2 separate regions of the Tachysurus vachellii genome follow, and region 2 is linked to region 1. A link is a contact called in public Hi-C data. All regions are on one chromosome and are shown on one strand. The core of a region is the stretch at or near the end of the contact, and the rest is flanking DNA. Distances in the headings are between cores, read along the strand shown.

Region 1 (6,205 bases), core at 2,512-5,011:
ATGATGCCAAGAACAGCAACGGCCAAAATGACAAAGAGCAAGACAAAGATATACACTGAAAGAAAGGAAAAAAAAAATATATAAATCTCACAATTCTCTGTATTGCTAAATTGATTCTAACTTATTTACTTGAGTCGATCGTTTGACTAAGGAATCAAAATAGATTTTGTTAGTTTAGGTGTTTAATAAAATGTAAATCTTTACCTGATGATCTTGGTGATTCTAAACCAGCGTCAGAAAATAAAAGGTTACAACCAGTTATTACCTTTAAGACATATTTATTTGTTTTATACTGTGAATAAAGAATGAAGAGTTTAAATGGAACTGAGAATCACAAAAGGCTTAAATATTGCAGATACAGGGACATAATGGAGCATAATGAATTGTTTAAAAATTAAATCAACAACAACAACAACAACAATAAGGCACGGTGGCTTAGTGGTTAGCACGTTCGCCTCACACCTCCAGGGTCGGGGTTCGATTCCCGCCTCCACCTTGTGTGTGTGGAGTTTGCATGTTCTCCCCGTGCCTCGGGGGTTTCCTCCCCCGGTCCAAAGACATGCATGGTAGGTTGATTGGCATCTCTGGAAAATTGTCCCTAGTGTGTGATTGCGTGAGTGAATGAGAGTGTGTTTGTGCCCTGCGATGGGTTGGCACTCCGTCCAGGGTGTATCCTGCCTTGATGCCCGATGATGCCTGAGATAGGCACAGGCTCCCCGTGACCCGAGGTAGTTCGGATAAGCGGTAGAAGATGAATGAATGAATAATTATAGGTGTCAATACAAATGAATGGGGGAAAACTGCATCAGTAAGATGAAGCTACACATCAATTATTATGTATTTAACCCCATATTGTTAAATATATATTAAGTTAAAGTATGACTAAACTGTAAAACTTAATACTTCATAATACCTAAGGGTGAAGGGTCTTTAAAAATGTATTACGCATCTACAGAGGATGGAGATATCAGCTCTTTGTATTAGGTTGTGTGTCTTTAGTCTACAACCTTATAACATCCCCAAGATTAACAAACACATCTGATAAAAAATAAAAAAAAAATAATAATAATCTATTAATCACATAATAAAACAAATAGTCAAATTGCTGTAGTATCAGGGGAATAAAACATTTTAGAATGTTTTGTTATAGGAAACAAAGTAACTTTTGGGTAGTAAAAGTACCAAACTATCACTGATTATTTTCCTCTTCCAGCATGTGCCTAAGTGTATTAGTACTTACAGGTTAAGCACTATGACAGAGGCTATCGTCACAAGTCTTGCATCACAAATCGAAACGCAACATGCATGATTGTCATGGCATGCTGCACTCAGTAAAGGAGAAAAGCTAAAATCTTTTTTCTATAGAAAAGCTAAAAAAATGTACTTGTACATTGTACATATGTGGAACCTTAAAATGGTTCTTGATATAGAATAAGTCAAGGGATCCTTGTAAAAATCCCATTTATTTATTTATTTATTTATTTATTTATTTGATGATGATGATTATTATTCATTCATTCATTCATTCATTCATTCATTCATTTTCTACCGCTTATCCGAACTACTACCGAACTACTAACTCGGGTCACGGGGAGCCTGTGCCTATCTCAGGCGTCATCGGGCATCAAGGCAGGATGCACCCTGGACGGAGTGCCAACCCATCACAGGGCACACACACACTCTCATTCACTCACGCAATCACACACTACAGGCAATTTTCCAGACATGCCAATCAACCTACCATGCATGTCTTTGGACCAGGGGAGGAAACCGGAGTACCCGGAGGAAACCCCCGAGGCACGGGGAGAACATGCAAACTCCACACACACAAGGCGGAGGCGGGAATCAAACCCCCAACCTTGGAGGTGTGAGGCAAACGTGCTAACCACTAAGCCACCGTGCCCCCATTATTATTATTATTATTATTATTATTATTATTATTATTATTATTATTATTATTAAATAATACTACATAAGACTCTAGACGTATTCAAATACAATATTTAAGTATTTACAGTATTATACATTTATTTACACAAAAAAAACAATAAGATGTGTTAGGAATAAAACTCTTTAGAAATCCAAAAGTATTTGATTTTTTCTAAACCGTCATTTAAACCATCTCACCTCTCATTTCCTACACAGATATAAAACTCCATAAAGTAATGGCAGTCATTACAGCTTACGCATTCTTTGAATTATTAAAGCTTTTTAATATTAAAGGTTCATTACTCTCCAAGGGCTCTACTTAGGATCATTTTTTGGGGAGGTAGAAAAGGTCTGATTTGGGATGAAAAACCCCAAAGAATCTCATGTTTAACAGTGTAAATTGCTATGCACTACATGATTAAATAAATACATTCACCTACCTTCATTAGGCTCTTTGGTGGTGGTGCTTTTCATTGTAGTTCTGTTCACATCTGATAAATAAGCAGATATTTTATGTGTTGTAAAATCTGTGTGTTGGTGGCGAAGTCAGTAATACAGATATCATTTGTTTGTACATATGGATGCAGATATGAATGTAATCATCTTTACCTCCTGTTTTCTTGGTTGTTATATCAACATCAGATGGATTGTTTGATGGGTATTCTGGAAGAGAATTAAACAATTCAATGTGAGAAACAGATACCATGGAATCAATACAAGTTTCTGTATGTAATAAAAATATATTTAAAATATATTTAAAATAAAGAAATGATATTATAATATAATTAAATGATATTATCTAATTAACTTCCTTCAGGCAAAATAACTGTTAAATAACCCATGTAGCAAAAATTGGTAGAAAAAAAAAAAAAAATATATATATATATATATATATATATATATATATATATATATATATATATATATATATATATATAAACCAACAACCTTGATTTTTTAATGACTTGTAAACCAATTCAATGACTTGTAAACCAAACCCCTCACAAATGGGTGTTAAAAAGGAAGTTAATTTCTAACCAACATTTCTTTCTTTCTTTCTTTCTTTCTTTCTTTCTTTCTTTCTTTCTTTCTTTCTTTTTTAAAGAAGACTCATTGAACATTACCTTTCGTTGGTGGCACCTGAGTGCTTAAGGCCGTAGAGTTTTCAGCTTTGGTTATGTTAGGATCAAATGCATTTGTTACATTGTCCACATCCTCTGAGTGACTTTTATTAACAAAGCTCGTGTTTTGGGTCTCAGAGCTTGTGTTCTGGATGTCAGAGCTTGTGTTCTGGATGTCAGAGCTTGTGTTCTGGATGTCAGAGCTCGTGTTCTGGATGTCAGAGCTCTTGTTCTGGATGACAGAGCTTGTGTTCTGGATGTCAGAGCTCTTGTTTTGGATGCCAGAGCTCGTGTCCTGGATGTCAGAGCTTGTGTCCTCACCCATAGAAACCATTGGAACCAGCAGGGTTCCTGTGTGACATGAACAGCACTGATCAGAGATAACTCATATTGAGAAGTATACAAAAACAAATGTATGGCTTGTATAAAATCCTAACAATTAATCACTTGATAATCACAAATTAAGTTTTGTTTTTTTACAGTGAAAATATTTATTACATATAGTCATTCTAAACCATCAACAGATGCATTGTTATGTTATAATAATTACCATACTTACCAAAGATTGTAAGAACATAAAAGGTGACACTCATTTTCTTCATGCTCTCAGGCTGGCTGGCTGTCTATGCATGAGCTTGAGTGTGTGTGTGTATGTAAGTGTGTGTGTCAAATTAGTGGCCAACATAACCTGACACAAGCCTCCTCCACAGGATGTTATAGTGGTTGCTTAAATGTTTGTTAAAAAGGAAGTTGCACCCATTTAGTCAAGCTGTTTTAAAATTTTAGAGAAGTGTTATAAACACGTTACTTTAAAAATAATTCACAATATTATTTTATAGTGAATGTAATCCTTTGCCCTATTTGCACAAATTTAAGTATGCTATGATGATGATATTGCATGCTTTGATTGAGAAACATATTTACAGCAAAAAGAGCAGATCTGTAATGTCCACCTTGCAAAACAGGCACCTTTATGTCTTATCTGTGAAAATAATGCCGTTCAGACATACATGAGAAAGGATGCGTATATTTTTGCATGTCAGATATTTTCAGGAAGTGATGAAATAGAGTATAGAAATACTAAAAGTATACTGAATGATGATACTAGTCATCATACTGCTTAGGAAAACGTTTCAATGCCTTGAAAACTATAGATCAAGGTTATAGTGAATATAATACCCAGGATACCCATTTTAGCATTAGCGTTAGCATTAACTGTATCACTGTGATATAACTGGATCACTGTATCAGGAACATCCCACAATTCAATTTAATTCAATTCAATTCATTTGTTTAGCACTTTTAACAATTCACATTGTCTTAAAGCAGTTAAACAGAAGTAAAGAAACAGAATAAAAAAATGTTCGAGTTTAAAATAAAGTTACATATTTATCTCCAACATCTATAACTAATTACTGTAGCAAGCCTGAGGTGACGGTGGTGAGTGAAAACTCCCTGAGATGATATAAGGAAGAAAGCTTGCGAGTATTACCAGACGACCTGTAGTTTAGTTAAGAACATGTTTACTCAGCACAGATTTGAATTGTGTTTCCGTTTGGTATTTGAATCAGATAGCATTTTGGCTCCTTGCATTTTTACACAACAATCCCTGGGTGCCATGTTTTCCTCTCCTTGTGCAACACACTGTCTAAGAAACAGTGGGGGCAAGTCTCTTCCACTACATCGATCATGATGTGTTCTCTTTATCCAGGTGCTGTTTATGTTCCAGTATACATAGTTCTGTGCCACTTGTTAGGAGTGTGTTGTTGGGTCTGCCGAAGAGCAAATCACTGTCCATACATCAAAATACATCAGGGCCACCTCGTCTCGAAAAGGCCAATAACTGTGCAGGTCTTTCGGCAGCTCTTGAAGTTTATCTGGCCAGCCCTGATGGATGATTTCTTTTAATGCACTGAGCTTTCTCTCATTTGCAGTCTCTGTTCTGTAAACTTTCTGTTTGTTCTGAGAGTTTACAATTGCAACAGTATAAGGCTCAGGGTCTTCATATTCTGTATCCAATCCATCAATGCGTTCATCCAGCTCAATGTCTTCATTATTTTCAGGGTTTGGCAGACGGCTGAGAGTGTCAGACAGAATAATTTTTTTCCCAGTACGATACACGATGCTGTAGTTATATCCTTGTGTTTTGATTAGTATTAGCTACAGCCTGGGTGGGGCAGCATGAAGAGGCTTTGTGCATATGGTTACAAGCGGCTTGTGTTCAGTCACAACCGTAAATGATTTGTGTTACGATTGCTGTATCCTGATTGACATTTAGTTAGTGTCTTTTAGCCAAAAGCAATCCCTGTTTTCTTGCACCAGTGATACGCCAATGACATTTCGTGATGCATTTACCTCAAGTGTAAGGGTGGCTGCTGGGTTGCAATACTTTAGACAAGCGTCTACAATCACTGTTGCCTTTAAGTCATCGAAGCATTTCTGAAAATCAGTGTTCCAAAGCCACTGTGATTCACTTTTCAGTAGTCCTCTCAGGCTGTGTGCTTTGTCTGCAAACATTGGTATGTAAGGTGAAAAGAAGTTCAGCATACCCATGAAATGAAGGAGACCATCTATACTTTGTTGTTTTGACATGTTTTGGATGTCATACTGTACACTGGATGTCATGGCTGGATCTGGTCTGATTTCTTCATCTGTGTACAGGTTGCCAAAGAAGGATATGCTCTGCTGCTTGATAGTGCATTTGTCACTGTTAAACAGCTCTTTCCATTAGGTTTATCAGTTTCCTGTTGTGTTCCTCTACGTCAGCACCACATACTGCAAATTCATCTGTTATGCTGATTACACCATGAAGACAATCAAGAATGTGATGCGGTTTGGCTTGAAACAAATCTTGGGAAACACTTGGGCTAAATGGTAAGCGTTTCCAGCAGTATCTGCCAAAGGGAGCAAGGAACGTAGTTAGAATTTGTGATTCTTAATGAAGATGTACTGACCAGTACCCAGCATTTGCATCTAATTTCTGAACACTAGCATTTGCAAATTTTGGGTTTAGATCTTCCACAGTTGGAATTTTATGAGGCCAAGAACACACAATCTGTGTGCTTTTCTATATTTTGCAGGACTCCTTGATTGGCAAGTTTGTTTACCTTATTTTGTAAATTGTCCTTGATGTGGATACTGCATTTACATGGAGG
Region 2 (6,205 bases), core at 2,187-4,686, 150 kb after region 1:
AGAGAAAGTTGATTTGAAGACATCCACAACATTAAAATCACTATAAACAGATTGAAATAATTCCTGACAGAGGGGGTGGCTGGAAACCAGTAACCATGAATGATACTGAAGTGTGTTTTAGAGCGGACATATACCCCTGGTACTGTATTATCTCTACAGAACAGGAAAGATTCTCATCCAAATCTATACAACATTTTAGTTGACACCTTTATCCAGAGAAATTTTTACTTTATATAACTGAGAAAATTAAGGGCCTTGCTTAGGGGCCCGGCATTGTCGGACTTAGGATTCAAACTCGCAACCTTCTGATCCGTAGTCTACCACCTTAACCACTAGGATACCACATCCCCTTGTGTTGCTAGAATCTAGAATTCCTCATGGATGGGAATTCCTTAGTGGAAAGGGAAGGAAGTGTCCAGGACAGGAGCTGCTGCTGCTGAAAGAGTTTTCTCTGTATACTGATTAGTGCAGGCGAGCTCTGCTTTGATACGACTAATTCTGCTCGAGATCACCTAATGGTAACATAACAGGCGGTCATTCACGGGTCACCAAGAAAGGGAAATTTAAATCACAATCCTGAGTATTTGAAATATCTGTGTTGGTGGCCTGTGCATTAGAGAGAGAGAGAGAGAGAGAGATCCTTCTTTCAGGCTGTGAGTGAGAGAGTGTCACGTTGCTGCCTTGCACACGTCCTGTTTCCAGTGCTGAATGAGGGAAGGGGGTCCCATTGGTAGACTACAAAAAAAGAGAAAAAAGACCATAGTGAAGGAATCAATTATGCCCCGATTAAATGAAAAGGAGGGTAGGGAAAAGGGTGAAAGCAGTAAATTTAGTTTCAAAAAGAGCTGGTCAATAACCCAATTGAAACATGCAATCCCGGGCAGCTGTTGTAAGGCTTGGGGAGCGAGGAGCGGATGGAGGTGGTGGTGGTGGTGGTTTTGGTGGTCTTGGAGGTGGTGGTGATGGAGGGGGATCTGGCAGTAGCACAGATTTAATTAGTGTCGTATTGGAAGTGAAACAGTAGAAGCCTTGTGGAGGAAGACAGAACAGCTGCAGTGGACGTCTAGAAGCTTGGCACTCTTCTCTTCCTCGCTGTTCAAGAACTCGGCCTTTAAAATCGCATGAACTCTTGTCTCGAAGCTCAGGTGTGCCCACTTACTCTAATAGCAGCCACCTCTTGTGGTAAGAGATGAGGATTTACAGGCATGGTTTCCAAAATGAGGACTATGCAGCATTTTGTAGGTGAGGAGAAAAGACCAAATAAAATCATACCATACCTCATATCCATTTAAAGTTACAACAATGTTGTGCATCGTCCAAAATACAAGTTAGTACCCGTTATGCCTTACATTATAGCAGCTGTATAACATTGTTACAATCATCGGCCTCTCTTTTTTAGTTTATTAGACAAAAGACGTTTATTTGCAGAGAATAATATCCGATGCACCGAAGCTGGAGGCTCCTCACATACATTTTAAATAAACAAAATATTTTTACATAAAACGTCACCATAACCAGGATCATGTACGATTTTCCTAACAGCAGATTCTTTTTATTTGTTAATGATTTGTCTTAGATTGTGTAACGTATACACTATACAAGTTGTTATGGAAAGAAGAATGCTGTAATCGGATAAGCAAAAGAAAAAACAGCCAGCATTTTTGTCAAAGCTGCTTTTATTTAAAATCAATTAACAACAACCATTACGTATATTCATTAAGTTTATATGTAAGTCAAAATGAAAGGTCACTAGTGTTTAAATGTGACATGTGATGAAAAGTCATTGAAAGTACCCTAAAAAATAAAATAAAATAAAATAAATAATCGAATAATAGATTTATGAATTATTTATTTATCAGTTAATAATTTATTATTGCATTTAATAAACTCTTAACTTTATTATTTATTACTTGCTAATATAATACATAATTTATTACAATATGGTAACGTAACCTTAAATAATAGTGTTAACCAAAATTGACCGTCTACCAAATGCTGTGAATAAAATAAAACCTGAAAGCTGTTCTGTCATAAACCTGAGGAAAACTGCTGCAATCAGATCACGCTCATATATTATTAGAATTTATTGCATCTCGGTTTACAGATGTCTTCAATATGCTATAAATGTCTGTAAGAATCATATGCAGATTGCTTTAGGAGTCAATGTGCTTTCCAATTCCATTAAACTTCACTTTTTATGAGGCAGACATTATAAATCATTTTGAGGATATAGAACGTTTGAGTGCATTTCCGCAGTCATTAAAACAAATAAACAAACAAAAAAACGTCAAAGAAAGTTTTCTGATAGTCAACAAGACTGAAATGAATAAATGCTGATGAATGGCTTGGTTCTCTTCTTCTTCTTCTACTTCTTCTTCTTCTTATTTCGGCTTTTCCCGTTAGAGGTCACCACAACGATATCCTCTGTTTCCACCTAACTCTATCCTCGTCATCCTCTACTCTCACACCAGTTACCTTCATATCCTCTTTCAACACATCTGTATGTCTCCTCTTTGTCTTTCCTCTTGACCTCTTACCTGGCAGCTCCATCTCCAACATCCTTCTACCAATATAACCATCTCTCTCCTCTGTACATGTCCAAACCATCTCAATCTAGTCTCTTGTCCTTGAACCCAAAACAGCCAACCTGAGCTGTTACCTCTGATGTGCTCGTTCCTAATCCTGTCCATCCTCTAAAGAGAACCCCAACATCCTTTGGCTAGGTTATGTCTCCTGTGTGTATATATACTGACATCTAGTGGAACATGAAACAATGGCAAACCAAATCAAAGCAAAAAATCCTTTCTGATAAAAAAAAAAATCATGTCTTAGTTTACATATTGCTTTTTAAAGACTCCTTATATTTGCATTCTGTAACTTTAAACTGAGGAACATCTTGCATAATCATTTTTATTTATTTTTACTGAAATGATTTGAGCTAACGTTGACCCCTGTCCATGATCATGTGTATGTGATCACTGGATTTTATTTTCATATTAAACAATCTAATATGTATTTCACCTAGAATTCTTCTCTTATTACTTTTACTCTCTTCTTAGGAGTTTTTGACCCTTACGGCTTTCCATCAGGTTCCGTACCAACCGTTATATTCTGCTTTATTTTTATCCTATCCATATTCGACAGATCCCGCCTCCCTCTCTATGATTGGCTATTGGTTCATGGCAGCAGTCTGGTAATTGGACAAGATGAGAAGTCGTGACTAACTTGGGAAAAGATCTGAAATAAATAACAGTGTTTTAAGAAAGATATATTATCAGGCGTGTTTAACATTCAGGTCTTTCATACTGAGAAGAAAGAGTTCTGTGTAAAAGTCTAATATGCATGTTTTCTCTATCCAACCGCATGTGGATACAAGCAGCCAATCACACAAAAGGGGGGAGATACTTATTACCGAAATATGGGTGGGAAATAAACCGTTTTTTATTTGCAACGTAGTCGTGCTTATCTAAAGCAGGACGTGGTGAAGAGCCAAGGGTGAGTTTGTGTGTGTAATTAAGATTAAACACATAAACATTCTTGTGTTTTCCATGTTGTCGATTTAAATCTTGTCCACAGATCAGCGCAAATTAGATGTATAAATGACGCGCTGAGGCTAGTTGGCTAACGTCAGGTAGCTGCTAATAAATATCCACAACCAAGTTGTGAGGAATTATTAAAAATGATCGATTATACAACATTCGGAGGAATTAGTAGAGATTGTAAAGGTGACTGCATACAAGCTCATTTTGTTACCTGACAGCTGTCAGTTGGTATTATGGAACGCCAAAAATTCGTTAGTGCTCTAAATGTATGCGTTCTCGACCTTGCGCTCTTTACATCATCAACGTGTGTATTAATATGCTAATTAACCTGTACAACATGTTAATTAGCCTGAACTCTATGCTAATTAACCTGTACTATGCATGAAAATATGCTAATTAACCTGTACACTATGCTAATTAAACTGTACTATGCATAAAACTATGCTAATTAACATGTACTATGCATGACACTATGCTAATTAACCTGTATTATGCATGAAACTATGCTAATTAACCTGTACTACAGTATGCATGAAACTATGCTAATTAACCTGTACTATGCATGAAACTAGTATGCTAATTAACCTGTACTATTCATGACACTATGCTAATTAACCTGTATTATGCATGAAACTATGCTATTTAGCCTGTGTACTATGCAAATTAACCTGTACACTTTGCTAATTAACTTGTACTATGCATGACACTATGCTAATTAACCTGTATTATGCATGAAACTATGCTAATTAACCTGTACAATATGCTAATTAACTTGTACTATGCATGAAACTATGCTAATTAACCTGTACAATATGCTAATTAACTTGTACTATGCATGAAACTATGCTAATTAACCTGTACTATGCATGAAAGTATACTAATTAACTTGTACACTATGCTAATTAACCTGTACACTATGCTAATTAACCCGTACATTATGCTAATTAACCTGTACCATGCAAGAAAATATACCAATTAATCTTTACTATGCATGAAACTATACTAATTAACATGTACTATGCATGAAATTATGCTAATTAACCTTTACACTATGTGAAACTATGCTAATTTACCTGTACTATGCATGAAATTATGCTAATTAACCTTTACACTATGCTAATTAACCTGTACTATGCATGAAACTATGCTAATTAACCTGTACAATGTATGAAACCATGCTAATTAACCTGTACTATGCATGAAACTATGCTAATTAACCTGTACTATGCATGAAACCATGCTAATTAACCTGTACTATGCATGAAACTATGCTAATTAACCTGTACAATGTATGAAACCATGCTAATTAACCTGTATTATGCATGTTTTCTGTAGCAGATAATTGAATTGTGTTTCTGAAATCCCATAACGAACTCTACAAGTAGAAAATTGTGTCGATTTCTCACGGAATGATTACCTACACATCATTTTGTCCAAATGTAACTATAAGCTAACGGTACAATGCGACAGGACAATGAAAAGCTACGTGAATCAACGAGGAATTCTGGCTAAATACGTGTTAACGTCATTGACGATAATTTTTAAAAAAAAATGAGCAATTTGAAAAACTGTAATATTGGTTTGCATTAATTTCTGCAGTTGCAAAATCAGGAAGTCCTAGCGGGACTAGTATAGTGAATGAAGTTCTTTTTCTGCTCGGGTTATTATTTAGAAAGCTGTCACGTCACGGTTTTTTAAAATATGTCCCATATAAACATGTGCAGTTAAAGACTTTGTGGCTGTTGTGGTGATGTTAAAACGTAGCCTTCCGTCTCTGTTTCTGCAGTATACCTTGTGCTAAGATCCGGGAACGGCTCCATTTGGCCCTTTCCTAACAAGATCCAGAAAGAATGTCTGAAAAGCCGATTCGGATCGCCATCGTGAAAGAAGATAAATGCAAGCCAAAGAAATGCAAGCAGGAGTGCAAGAAGAGCTGCCCGGTGGTCCGAATGGGTAAGAACAGAGGAAGCTGTGACTCTAGTGGAAAAGTAACCAAGCATCTGTTTTTCTCTTTCTGGCTTCAAATGAAATTAATGCTAAGGTATTAACATTTGCTTAAAACAAGAATGACACTATGATGTCTACATGCACAGGAGACATGGCTTATGTGAAAGAATCTAAACAAGCAAGTTAATTACATAGATCTTCTTTCTAGGGCTGACCTCCCACTGCCTAAATCTGTCAAACAGGTTGTTTCCACAGGATGTGAGAAACTAGGCCAGCCAAAAATGACATAAAGTCAAGTTTTAGTCTGAATCTATAAACTATAAATGTTTTTACTCAAATATTATTTATATAATATAAAGCTAATGTATATAACTAATGATATATTTTGTAACATATATGCAATCTAATCTAATTTAACAATGTGGAAATGGTATATAGAATAGATGCCTTTATTTTGTCACATATACTGTGGTGTGAAAAAGTGTTGGCCCCTTCCTGTTTTTTAAATGAAGGTTTTTATTATTAAGGGAAAACAAAATCCAAACCTATGTGGCCCTGTGTGAAAAAGTGTTTGCCCCATAAACCTAATAACTGCTTGGGCCACCTTTAGAAACCAGAACTGCAATCAAGCGTTTGTGATAACTTGCAATGAGTCTGTTACAGCGCTGTGGAGGAATTTTGGTCCACTCATCTTTGCAGAATTGTTGTAATTCAGC

What was found. A called contact is a pair of places that touch in the nucleus more often than the background predicts.
Region 2: a Hi-C map of muscle shows a contact between it and region 1, with 5 times the contacts expected there. The contact joins the promoter of LOC132847642 here to the promoter of si:dkey-27h10.2 in region 1. A contact is called at or near these places in 2 of 3 Hi-C or Micro-C datasets (blood and muscle).

The regions. Positions count from the first base shown.
Region 1 is chr6:25,935,500-25,941,704 of HZAU_Pvac_v1, forward strand. si:dkey-27h10.2 reads right to left here and starts at 3,762. Exons shown (of 11, transcript XM_060873116.1): 1 at 3,610-3,762; 2 at 3,054-3,401; 3 at 2,539-2,592; 4 at 2,370-2,420; 5 at 205-222; 6 at 1-55. The coding sequence starts at 3,652.
Region 2 is chr6:26,082,786-26,088,990 of HZAU_Pvac_v1, forward strand. LOC132847642 (ATP-binding cassette sub-family E member 1-like) reads left to right here and starts at 3,437. Exons shown (of 18, transcript XM_060873120.1): 1 at 3,437-3,495; 2 at 5,329-5,495. The coding sequence starts at 5,393.